Linked DNA regions of Bombyx mori: region 2 is linked to region 1. The links are chromatin contacts, called in public Hi-C maps. All regions are on one chromosome and are shown on one strand. Each heading gives the region's core, a stretch centred on a gene start, on an enhancer-like site or on the middle of the called end of the contact. The rest is flanking DNA. Distances are from core to core; before and after follow the strand shown.

Evidence for each region. Hi-C and Micro-C count contacts between places; a contact is called where the count stands out from the background.
Region 2: a contact with region 1 is called in a Hi-C map of midgut, with 1.8 times the contacts expected there. The contact joins the enhancer-like site here to the promoter of LOC101737442 in region 1. A contact is called at or near these places in 3 of 7 Hi-C or Micro-C datasets (midgut and whole pupa).

Annotation. Positions count from the first base shown.
Region 1 is chr2:7,962,254-7,968,857 of ASM3026992v2, forward strand. It overlaps LOC101737442 (talin-1), which reads left to right and starts at 2,831. Exons shown (of 61, transcript XM_038016945.2): 1 at 2,831-3,202. LOC134200612 (a long non-coding RNA gene) reads right to left here and starts at 4,324. Exons shown (of 2, transcript XR_009975601.1): 1 at 3,692-4,324; 2 at 2,461-3,596.
Region 2 is chr2:8,003,617-8,010,220 of ASM3026992v2, forward strand. All of the region lies in intron 2 of LOC101737442 (talin-1), which reads left to right. Among protein-coding and RNA genes, the nearest start is that of LOC134200612, 40 kb to the left of the region's middle. Within about 2 kb of position 3,090, at least 6 of the 8 cell types and tissues checked have open chromatin away from gene starts, as enhancers often do.

The DNA of each region.
Region 1 (6,604 bases), core at 1,581-4,080:
GGGGAAACATAAAAATATTATGTTGATATTATTTCTGCCAGCCCGCGTAACTCGAGCGCCACCCTCCGTTGACCTTAAGTGGTTGACAGTAATCCCCCTAAATAAATAAATCTCAAATATTTGCACCGATTCACTTGAATTGATTCACTTTAGCCGTAGGTACACACCGATCTATTAGCTAATTGAACGCTCTGTGCTCGCTCTCACTCCACTCCATCGATATCTCCGCTTCGAAACGGGATTAATGATAAGCAGAATTGGTCTTGCTTTTTGCACTATATAAGACTATCACAGACTAAGTCAGCAGGACTCAAGGTCAAGACAAAGCCTGTCCTAGTTTTATTGTATTTGATCTTGGCTATGTTTTGCTCATCACTACACGAGAGGCGTTAACTTTCAATGTGCATGTTTTTTTCCCTACCTAAGCTGATGGTCTTGAAAGACCATTTTAGCGTAACCTTAACTAGTAGGTGAGCGAATGGGGCTCAAACCTGATGTCGTTGCTAACACTAGCCCTAGAAAGAGCAGTGCTTCGCAGAATCTACCACCGGATCGGAAACGCGACCCACTGCAAAGATCCGGCGATGCACGGTTTTTTTACAATAAAATCATTTTTTCTTACACCATTTTTAATTCAAATTCATTAAAATTTATTTTCTATTTTTTAGTTGGATTTTCTATAAAAGCGTATTTTTTTGTTTTTTGAACTATTACTTATTTTTTAGTTCAACGTTAATTTTTTTTTTTTTTTTTTATATTGAATTGTCTTCGGTCCTTAATAAGTATACCAAATTTCGAGTTAATCGAACGAACGAATTGAAGGGGATCAAAATCATGTTCAAAGATTCCGTTACATACTAACATAGGTACTTAAGTCTGAAGCTAATAAAAGCGTATTAAAAAGTGGTGGTAAATGTGACTCAAACGTGAACACGTAACGTGTGGCGGGTAAGCCTGCGGTGAGTCGAGGCTGAGCTTGAATGCCGCGTGCGTGTCGCCTGTGGCGGGTAGCCATCATACAACGCAAGATAATTGACAGATGCCTGAATCTCGCTTACGACATTTTCAAGATAAGCTTGCATATATACAAGTTCCGAACAACAACATTCGGACCGTCGGTCTACCGAGCAATATCACCCGCTCGGTGGAAGATCTTCCTTTCGTTAAGTATTCCCAAATAACGTATAGTAAGAATGAAGAATGTGACGTGCTATATCCAAACGATCGGATTTGTGTAATTAATACTACCGTTAGGAGGCTTTGCGAGCCCGCACGGGTAGGATCATACCACCAATCTGCCTACTTTTTTTTTCTACCTAAGCTGATAACCTTCAGAGGCTATAACAGCGGAACCTTAACTAGTAGGTGAGCTCACGGGGCTCAAACCTGACGAAATTGCTAACACGAACCCTAGCAGGAACCGTGTTTCGCAGAATCTACCACTGGATCGGAAACGCGACCCACTGAGAAGATCCGGCGAGAAACTCAGTGGGCTGTGTCTGAAGGTCTGCCTACTACTGCCGCTCTGTAACCATGCGTTCCGGTTTCAAGGGTGAGGTAGCCGTTATAAAATTCAATCGGGTCATCAACCTCATTCCTCTAAGTGACCAGCGGTATTCCCGTAGTAATGTCCAGAGGCCGAGTCACGAGTATATATTAGATCTCCATTTCTATCAATAAAAAATCGTTTTCCCTCAGCTCAACAAGCCACGAACCCATGACAGATCCGTATTCAACTGCCAACAATTTCCATGATTAATCACATATATTTTTATATATCGATAGCGAACAATAAAACATTTCCTCCCTTGCATTGTCACTAATATCTTGGCTACATCGATGCGTATCGTGAAGGGTGATGCTGCATTCTGATTTCAAGAGATATCTTAATGTGTATCAGGATTTATTGATGTTTCCAATGTTACTGTACGACTGAATTCGACACATGTACTGTTACAGATTGTCTTATTATCATCGTATCGCTCACGGGTTACCAAAGGTCATACATACCACAATTCCAATGCCTAATGTTAAGCATAAGATATTTTATACTCTGATTTCTCAGCCCAGGTCCCGTTAAATGTAAGAATTCTAATACGGATCCTGACCGATACGGAATACTGTAAGGTAGATAGAAACATGCACTCGCATAGTCTCGCAACTGTCCAGTTTGCCGGTACTGGACAAGGGTCCACACTTTAAAGGTGCTGTGAGTTTTTGGATGTTTTTTTTTTATTGCTTAGATGGATGGACGACTCCACAGCCCGTCTGGTGTTGTGCTTACTGGAGCCCATAGACATCTACAATGTAAATGCGCCACCCACCTTAAGATATAAGTTCTAAGATCTCAATATAGTTCGAGTACTAGCTCGGTGAATCTAGAATAACTCCTCGACGTTACTAGAATAGCTAGGAAAACAGAAAAAAAATCGTAAAGTTGATGCAAATAAGTAAACCAAGTAGGAAAGGGAATACATTTAATATATTGTAAAATAGTGTTTACAATTCGTCAATAGATGTCTCTAAGAAAAAAAACTGCCAAAGGTGAAAGAAATATTAAGCAAAACAAATAATTATTGACATTAATTTTTAAAATTTTGTGAATATTAACTAATCACTAATTTTATCCCGTTTGAAATTCACACAACTATTCAAAATTTACAGTAATTTAATGCAACCTTCGGAAGTCATAACAAGTTGCTTTGGGTCATAATCCAAAACCACATTTAGCATCATTTGCAAACATACATCTCGTTACAAAATTAAATTTTATTAAATAATTCAATGAAATCACGGAAATATTAATGATTCATGAGTCAGACTCTGACGATGCGGTGCGTCCGATGAATCAGCTGTGACGAGACGTGAAAAAATCAATAACAGGCATTTAGTGTTACTTCTTAACCAAGTCTCTCTGACATACAACGTTACGTTACACCAATTTTAAAGTTATTTCAACTTCGTAAGAGTATAGCCATAAGATTTGGTGTTAAAATAGCATTTTAATCGAGTAAATTGGTGGAAATTGAATTGCCACTGCAGTGAAGGTGGCCGCAGGTATTCACTGACTGCTGTCTAAAAAGTCCAGCAGATGGCGCAGTAGTACTCGTGATGTTGTTACACACTGTAGGGGCGTATAAGTGCTTGAGTGAAATTTTTCGTGTTTTGTGGTAAATCAAGTGCTAAATACAAACTAGAAACGGTGAGTAGAGCTCAATAATAACACAACAAGCCGTTAAGAGTAGACGCGATGGCTCCAATGGGACAGGAAATGAAAAAGAAATGGGAAAATCTTACATCTGGGCGATCAGATGTATAACCCGGCTAAATGTAGGTCGCCTAATTAACGATGCAACCCACTGGTTCCGTATACCTCTAAATTTAGTTGGGTTGTATTCCCGCCATCTTGTGGCAGAGCTTACAGGATTTCGTAAAAATATATCGATCGGGAGCTTACAGTAACCTAATTTTGTAGTGATTCACGTCCTACATGATACATCCAGTTCGTAAACTAACCTAAAACAGTTTCTTGTCTAGACTTGATGTTTTTCTAGCTGCTTTAACATTTGTTGACATAGATCGATCCCAGATTTTCGCTGAAAAAAAACGTCTATTTATGTCTTACATCAATAAGGTTGCATAGCGCCTAGATTAGTTTTAGAAGGCTTAACCTAAGCTTTGTTATATCTACCTTTAATTGGTATATTGGTTCAACAATGCTAAATTATGTGGCCTTGTGAGAGGCGCCTACAACACTGCATGACATCAGAAATTTTAAATAGAATTTTGGAAAGAGTTTGTCGGTGTAAATGAAATACCTACCTAATTTATTGGTTGACAACGGACGTTACTTAATCAACATAAAATGTTAAAGACGAACTTAACCGCTTATCATTATTTGGTTTACGAAATCGACAAAGACGTGAACTAATTTAGTTGTCATTTATATCAAAAGAAAACACTGAGACTTTTAACAAAATTAGTAGCAGGTATTTATGTAAATTTCAAATCATCATTATCGATTGAGGAAACATTGTTAATGTCAATGGTCATTAATTTTTGAATTTATAGTTTTTTTAATGTATAAAAGAATTGTCAACACAAAAATTCTTCTTAAATTAAATCTTAAGAGGCAAAATTCATATTTTGAGAATAATAAAATGTTAATATCCAACCAACACATATTTAAATGAATGAGTAATTATTCATTCATATCTCATTTCCTTATTCGTATCTGCTCTTAACATCCTCAATTTGTTGTTCAATTTACTGGAATTACTATAGAATATTTTTTTAAAAGGAAAACTGTAAATACAACATTTAACGAAACAACACAAATATAATTTCATTGATAATTTTACAAATAAAATATTTCAAATTTTGATTATTCAAACTAAAATTATGAATATTTTTGATTTTTATTTTTGGTGGTGATGTTTAGGTACATTAAATGCAAACACCATTTTAAAACAAGTATGATGTAACTTTATACAGATCTTATCCAACAGATAGGTCACCCATTAGATAGGTTTATTAAGTAAATCTTTCTTTTTTTTTATTTTTTTTTATTGCTTAGATGGGTGGACGAGCTCACAGCCCACCTGGTGTTAAGTGGTTACTGGAGCCCATAGACATCCACAACGTAAATGCGCCACCCATCTTGAGATACAAGTTCTAAGGTCTCAAGTATAGTAACGACGGCTGCCCCACCCTTCAAACCGAAACGCATTCATACAGCTACATTCGCATACAGCTTCACGGCAGAAAATAGGCAGGGTGGTGGTACCCACCCGCGCGGACTCACAAGAGGTCCTACCACCAGTAAATTTTAATTTCTTTTCTATGAACATAAATTTTAAAAATCCCAATTGAATTTGTTGAATTAAAATTTAAACAATGCATGCTTCACAATGTTGCAATCACAACAAATGAGTTCATGGCTCACTTAGTATTGAATCAACGGCATCCCAAGTTTTATGGGTCCAGCAGAATCTGGCAGCAGGAGTTGAGAAACAAAAAAAAAGTTTACAGTATACCACTACATGAGCTAGGGAAGGCTGGAGTTGCATGTTAGTAATATTCTGATTAATAACCAAACTCAGCCTTCTTGTGTGTTTGACCCAAATACTTTAGAGTAAATAGGTCGCTACCATCTTTCTAGCCATTTCTGCCATGGATCAATCATGTACGGCCTAAACTGCCTGAGAGCAATTAACACATAATGATCTCATCGATTAAGCTAGTAAAATACTAAATATGATAGTACTATTGTTGTCCATATTTATTTAAGAGTTCATTGAACTGGCTCACTTCCGATTTCTGTACTAATGTTTGACCAAACAATTAGTGCTACTAGAAATGTTGACCTGGTTTTTGGATTACAAGATGTATTCTGTGTAAGACTCACAGTTTAAGCAGTATTTAAACCAAATGCCTCTGATTGGCAGCTTATTATTTCAGATTTGAAAATGTATGTAATTTACTTTTAATTTGTTTGATGCATGTATTTTCTTTTATATTTATTTGCCTTAGTATCAGTACAGCTGTTTGAGAATTTTCATCTTTACTATACATAATAGTATCTCATTTGTGAAAATGTAGGGAACAATTACCTCACTTTTCGTAAGTCAATAACAGTCTGTACCACTCTTCTTCTTCTCTTTCCTGTTACCCTCTGCTGGGGTGTAGGGCTCGCCAAGTTGTTCTGGGATGGCCTTTCTTTTCAATTGGTACCATATTCTTGTCTAATTGACCATGAAGAAATATTCGCAGTTTGATGGATGGGACTGCCATTGTGCAATCCAACAGAGTCTTTAACTTCTTTTTTTTTATTGCTTAGATGGGCGGACGAACTCGCAGCCCACCTGGTGTTAAGTGGTTATTGGAGCCCATAGATAACTACAACGCAAATGCGCCACCTACCTTCAGATATAAGTTCTAAGGTCTCAGTATGGTTACAACGGCTGTCCCACCCTTCAAACCGAAACGCATTACTGCTTCACTGGTAATTACGCAGATTATAATTTTGCGAGTTTGAATTTTATTACACGATGTTATTTCTTCACCGTGGAAGTCAATCGTGACCATTTGTTAAGTACGTATTTCATTAGAAAAATTGGTACCCGCCTGCGGGATTCGAGCACCGGTGCATCGCTACATACGAATGCACCGGACGTCTTATCCTTTAGGCCACGACAACTTCATGTCGTCAGCTGGATGGCGTCATTCACAATGCAATAAAAAACTGTCCTAGATTTATGTAGCTATGTAGTTATACACGTTGATTTCTCCATAAATGTGATCATGATTTAGTTTTATTGTTAATGAGGCAATCACGCCACGTTGACTGGTCCCGTGATAAGTTCGTAAAGAACTTGTGTTACAGGCACCAGACAACGGAAATAAATGTAAGACTTCCACTATACACACACATATATATAATATACATCCATAACCCTGGAAAAGACATTTTATATTAATCATACAAATATCTTCCCTCGGCGGGATTCGAACCCGCGACCCCCTTGTGTAGTGACCATGTCACTTACCACTACACCAGACGGCCTTTATACTGTGAAAACGTTGTTTACTAATGTCAAGGATG
Region 2 (6,604 bases), core at 1,840-4,339, 42 kb after region 1:
TCCTACCACCAGTAAGATATATGTTTTGTAACCACAATATGCAATACACAATATCCAATAAACAATATGTTCTGTAACCACTTACTCGCCTTCAGGATCCTTTGACTGGCGATGGCTAGAGCTCTTAGGCAACTCAATGACCCTGGCCACCTTGAGATAAAGGATTAAAATGTAAATCTGTGGTGGCTTCGAGTGATTCCTCGATATGGTCATCTTCGACAACAATTACAGCACTAAGGGCCTGGCCACAGCTACTGGCGGTGCGTTTTGCGGTGCGTTGCGAGGCGCGGCGGGCGGTGTGACTTGCGGGGGTATGCCACAGCTAGACTAGTTGCGACGGCGGCGGCGTCAGAGGTGCACGTATTTAGAAAGCCCTATCAAATTTCCCTTTCAAAAGTGGCACGATATTACCTTGAAATAAGTGCGTTCTTAGCTGAAGATATTATTCAATTAAGAAGAGGCACCCAGTTAGAAAAAGAGAGGACTTGGCGAATTTCACCCTATTTATTAGGTATTCTATTAGGAATATTAGGAATATAAGAACTATCCCGATAAATAGATTATTAATAGATTCAACCTTCAAATCTCAATTTACCATACGTGTTAATTGTTGATAAAGCCTATTCTCTTAAAAATTATTTGATGCGCCCATATCCACCGGGTAGTTTAGATGCGGAACAAATAATTTTCGACAAAATATTATCCCGGGCAAGTGTCACAATTCAGTACGCGTTTGGTATTCTAACTAATAAATTTCGTATTTTTACGAAAAGTGTAAAGGCAAACAAAAAGCACGCGATATTGATTATAAAGGTTTCGTGCCTTAAAAGAAAGAGATGGAGACAGAGATGCAGATTTTCAGCAGTTTGTTTCCCAGTTTGGAGACTCCAATATTCACAATAGCGTACGCAGATCAAGACGGAAAATCGAGCAACGGTTCAAGCATCTAGAATACGAAATCAATTCAAATTTCAAATTTTATTTCAATAATCCTATCCAAGAGTATCTAGGAAACCATTAGTACCAGAAAATTGTTGTTTTATTTCGTCCCACATTTTTTTATAACATGCCTATATTTATGATGTGGATGTATTAACATCCATATTTCTGGTCTACTCAGTATTTCACTAATGAATTGTTCCACATCCATTATATTTTATTAGCTCAACGCGCGGTAAAAACAAAATGATTTGTTTCGGTCGCGCGATGCCTCAATGCGTCCACCGACACCGCCGCGCGCGCCGCTCTGAACTGTGGCCGCCTCCATATTGTCTAGTACATTTGTTTCACTCGCACATCGTGCAGCTCGTCACCGCCAGATGTCACGCGCCTCTCACCGCTCCTCGCAACGCACCGCAAAACGCACCGCCAGTAGCTGTGGCATACTTCATAGGTTGTCTACCATTTGTTTTCGCCGCTCCCGCTTGCCGCGCCTCACGACGCACCGCAATTCGCACCGCTCTCGGCTGTGGCCAAGGGGTAAGGCGGCGTGCTGAAGTATTGGCATGAGATTTTCGCAGCATCTCATTTTCATCTAGTTGACAAAACTGTGTTCGTGTAAACTCGGTCATCGTTCTCGTCGAACCCGTCGCTTGCGACGAAGGGCTCGGCAAGTAAATTGACCCACAGACACAGCCCACTAAATTTCTCGCCGGATCTTGTCAGTGGGTCGCGTTTCCAATCCGGTGGTAGATTCTGCGAAGCACGGCTCTTGCTAGTGTTCGTGTTAGTAATGTCGTCAGGTTTGAGCCCCGTAAGCTCATCTACTAGTTAAGGTTACGCTGATATAGCCTCTCAAGGCTCTCAGCTTAGGCAGGGAAATAATAAAAAAAAACGTGTAAATTTCTTCGTAAATTCTCACGTAGTTCTGTATTTTCAAATGATTCCTTCAAAATTAATAATGATATTTTTCTTGTAACTGGTTCTGTTCTTCCGTACCACTCCACGCAATCAAAGGCCTTTTTTCCCACTGGCTCTTTATCAGCGCACATTGCATTCGCACGTTGAAGACGTATGTTTGCGTGCAGATAAAACGTTATCAGTCAAGAGCCGATAGCCAAATTTAATTTTCTTGACGTATTTTGTTTCTTTAATATCAATCAATCACTATTAGCAGTCGTTGGTATCGGGATACCCACTTTATGGAATAATGTGTTTGCGACATTAATAAGCATGTCTCGAGGTAACAACCAGTGCGTGCAAAACTAGCTCTAATGTGTATTCACATAGCATATGTCCGAATACATTCAAAGACATAGCTAAACGCACGATGAATTTCCCATTCTCGATCCTGCGGACCGAATGGTAAACAGTCGCCGTCGCCCTAAACACGTCATTTCGTATCCTCCCGATCCACTAACGGTGCTTTTAGGTACCTCAAGCACCGGTCATCGTTCTCGTCGAACCCGTCGCTTGCGACGAAGAACTCTGCGAATAAATTAACCCACAGACACAGCCCACTGAATTTCTCGCCGGATCTTCTCAGTGGGTCACGTTTCCGATCAGGTGATAGATTTTTTTATTTATTGCCTAGATGTGTGGACGAGCTCCCAGCCTACTTGGTGTTAAGTGGTTACTGGAGCCCATAGACATCTACAACGTAAATGCGCCACCCACCTCGAGATATAAGTTCTAAGGTCTCAGTATAGTTACAACGGCTGCCCCACCCTTCAAACCGAAACGCATTACTGCTTCACGGCAGAAATAGGCGGGGCGGTGGTACCTACCCGTGCGGACTCACAAGAGGTCCTACCACCAGTCAGTCTGCGAAGAACTGCTCTTGCTAAGATTAGTGTTAGCAACGTCGTCACGTTTGAGTCCCGTGAACTCACCTACTTGCTAGGGTTATGCTGACATAGCCTCTTCAGGCTATCAGTATAGGTTGGAAAAAAAGAAAAATATAATTTCCAACAGAAAAATAGTAAATTGGTACTAGTTGTGCAAACCGCCTACAAACAGCCACGAGTTTACACTTTATTTACATTTTAATACAGAAATAAACAAACAAGACTCTCAATCAAGATACTGTCATTGTATCTTAACGGAGTCGTGTTGGGTGCACTGACCTGTTGTTAACGCGTCGCGACGCGCGTCCCGGAGAGGCGGAACGATGCGACGCGACGCGATGCGATGTCAAACCTTTCTTTTTCTGCGCGGAGTCCTTACAGCTTAACCAGGACGGGTAGGCGATGGTAGGCTTGTGGGTCGTTCCGACGTCAAAGCAAAATGTTTGTTGTTTTATTAAAAAGCTCAAAATTCAACCTAAAACTATTACGTTTATTCCCCATATTTACATATATTGTAGACATTAATTGCCGTTCTCAATGATTACAATACGGCTCTCTGAATTCCTGGATAAGAAATTATCATTAGATGTGGTAACTATCAGTAAAAATGTTTTACTAAGCCTTAACTAAGCGTAGTATTTCGGTGCTGAGTCCGCAAAGTTTTGATTACATCACTGATACCGTCACAGTTATATCTATGAAATTGACAATATTAATGGGTATTTTCAAATATAGAAATAATTTAATATATATTATTGACTAGCTTTTGCCCGCGACTCCGTCCGCGTAGATTATGTAGAATAGTTACTTTGGCATAACGCTAAATTTTACCCCCCCACTTCATTTACGTAGAAAGTGAAAATATTTTTGAATTATAGAATGTTAAGGTGCTATTGAAACCCCTTATTTTATAACATTCTTTATTGGTGCTCCATTTGTATTGGTCTTAGCGTGATGTTATAGCCTATAGCCTTCCTCAATAAATGGGCTATGTAACACTGAAAGAGTTTTTCAAATCGGACCAGTAGTTCCTGAGATTAGCGCGTTCAAACAAACAAACTCTTCAGCTTTATAATATTAGTATAGATTTACAAAAATTATATTCTATTTCATCATACATTAACATTGGATCGCAATGAACGTCACATAAAAATAGCATAGCTTCAAAAATTATAGCATCACTCCACACCCGCAGTTGCAATTACGCTCGATTTGCCACATGTTGAAAATTCACCCCAACGTCAACTGTTAAATGGTTCAAACCAATATGTGTTTGAATAATATAAGCACAACCCTAACGCGCGGTACGATCCTGCGATGTGATAAGTTGCTTGGAAAATATATTGTTATAGCTGACCCGGCAGACTTCGTAGTGCCTCAATCGATCGATAAATAAAATACCTAAACTTTTGTATAAAACAAACTTAAAACAAACAAAAGGAATACGTCCGACGTGGTTACACATCAAAGGAAAAACAAAATTGTTATTTTTATTCATATTCCGAGCATTTTCATATTTATTTATCTTTTAAACCTTCTCTGGACTTCCACGAATAATTCAAGACCAAAATTAGCCAAATCGGTCCACCCGTACTCGAGTTATAGCGAGACTAACGAACAACAATTCATTTTTATATATATAGATATTCTTCAGAAACTTCAAAACTGCTTAAGCTGCTCCCATTACCAAAATTACATTATTATTTGTAACTATCGTCAACGACCTATTTACCTTCACCCAGAGTTTTGTTGTGCCAAATATTTGTTTGTGTTTCTCAAGCACTAATAATACTGTGCTTTTTTCAATCAGGCTTGAATTGACAGCCCTAGAGAGTCCTAGTTTGGCCATGGTAATTGCTTTCCATTAATCACATTAAATAATTGCCTAATCTTTGTTGTTAAATACAATGCACTACGTACTTTACCTGGTCGATCTCTCTACCGCATTTTATGAAGACGAAGCGTACCTTGTTTAGAGCAATTCTAAACATGAAGTTTTTATTACTATTTTTTGAATTTTAAAATAGAATAATAATTTTGACAACACAGTCATTGTAAATAAATCAACAATTCAGGTCGTGTTGCACGTGTTGTAACTAATTAAAATAAAATAAAAATAATCTTCTCTCTAAATATATATAATTATTGAAGCGACCAGCACAAAATACAGTCCATGCTCTACACATACCTAACATCAGGCTATTTGCACATTATCACATACTCTCCCAACTCATCAAACCATCAACTGCCCCCATTTAAATTCCTCCATAACTTTTCAATCAAATTTAAAACTTCATCACGGTCGTCAGTATAAATTACATATCGTCTCTAGATGTACCCAAAAGCTCTCACTTGGAACTATTAAAATTCCTTATTCCACCGGCCTCCCGAAACTGTGGAGGGGTGCCTAAAGGCTTTTTTATGCAAAACTGCATGCAATAACCCGTTTCGCTTATTGCTATGGGTTTTTTAATGAGTTCACTAGTAGTGTTAATGGAAATCGCGGCGTAGGCTGAATTGGGCTCTAACGCCCAGCGCCGTGGGTTGATTTACGCGTGGGCTTTTCGTTTCCATCGGGACCATACGAAATGCCATCGCGTAGGTTTTTTATTGCGCAATTTTTGGAAGTACGAGTGAAATAGTTTCTGGGATGAACTTGAAGGTAGGCTAGTTGACTAACAGTCTTGGCTCTCTAAGGGGGTTTAATACTGACATTACCTAGATGAATTATATATTAAACCTGCATTAATAGGAGTTTCATATAAATTTTATGCAGTAAGAAAGTTTTATTTAACACTAGCTGACCCGGCAGATTTCGTAGTGCCTCAATCGATAAATAAAAGACCTAAACTTTTGTATAAAATAAACTTAAAATAAACAAAAGGAATCCGTCCGACGGGAGACACATCAAAGGGAAAACAAAATTGTTATTTTTATTTAATTCCGAGCATTTTCCGGATCGGACTCCGGTAAGTGCCTCCACGCAACGTGAGAAATGAGGTCTAATTCTCAATTGTATTTCAAAACGGCTGTCTCACAGTCAGGATGGCGACATCCGACCTATCCTTTACACTTTTCTTGCGTAAATAATACAAGGGCAATCTATACTAATATTATAAAGCTGAGGAGTTTGTTTGTTTGAACGCGCTAATCTCAGGAACTACTGGTCCGATTTGAAAAATAATTTCAATGTTAGATAGCCCATTTATTGCCCACTTAACACCAGGTGGGCTGTGAGCTTGTCCGCCCATCTAAGAAATAAAAAAAAGGTTAAATTTAGCGTTATGCCAAGTAACTATTCCACGCGGACGAAGTCGCGGGCAAAAGCTAGTATAATATATTACTAAACTAGCGACCCGCCCTCGCTTCGCTTCGGAAACACTAATTTATTATTGATTTCTCCACTTTTTAATGGATGTTATTATACATATAAACCGTCCTCTTCAATCACTCTATCTATTAAAAAAAACCGCATCAAAATCCGTTGCGTAGTTTTAAAGATTTAAGCATACATAGGGATATAGGGACAGAGAAAGCGACTTTGTTTTATACTATGTAGTGATGCGTAATGAAATCGTGAAAGTCTATGTATGTTTATGTGTGGGCTTCGCGGAAACTGAAGTCAATACATAATGTAGTGGACTGTATTATTAGGATGGGCAAGGAACTTGATAAATAAACTCGCGAGGAGTGCAATCCTATAATAATATAGTATAAAATTTGTATATTTTTACAATTTTATAAATCGCGTACAATAGCACGGATGAAAAGAGAATGACAAAACTAAGACATTCCAAAATTCAAATTCAAACGTAATG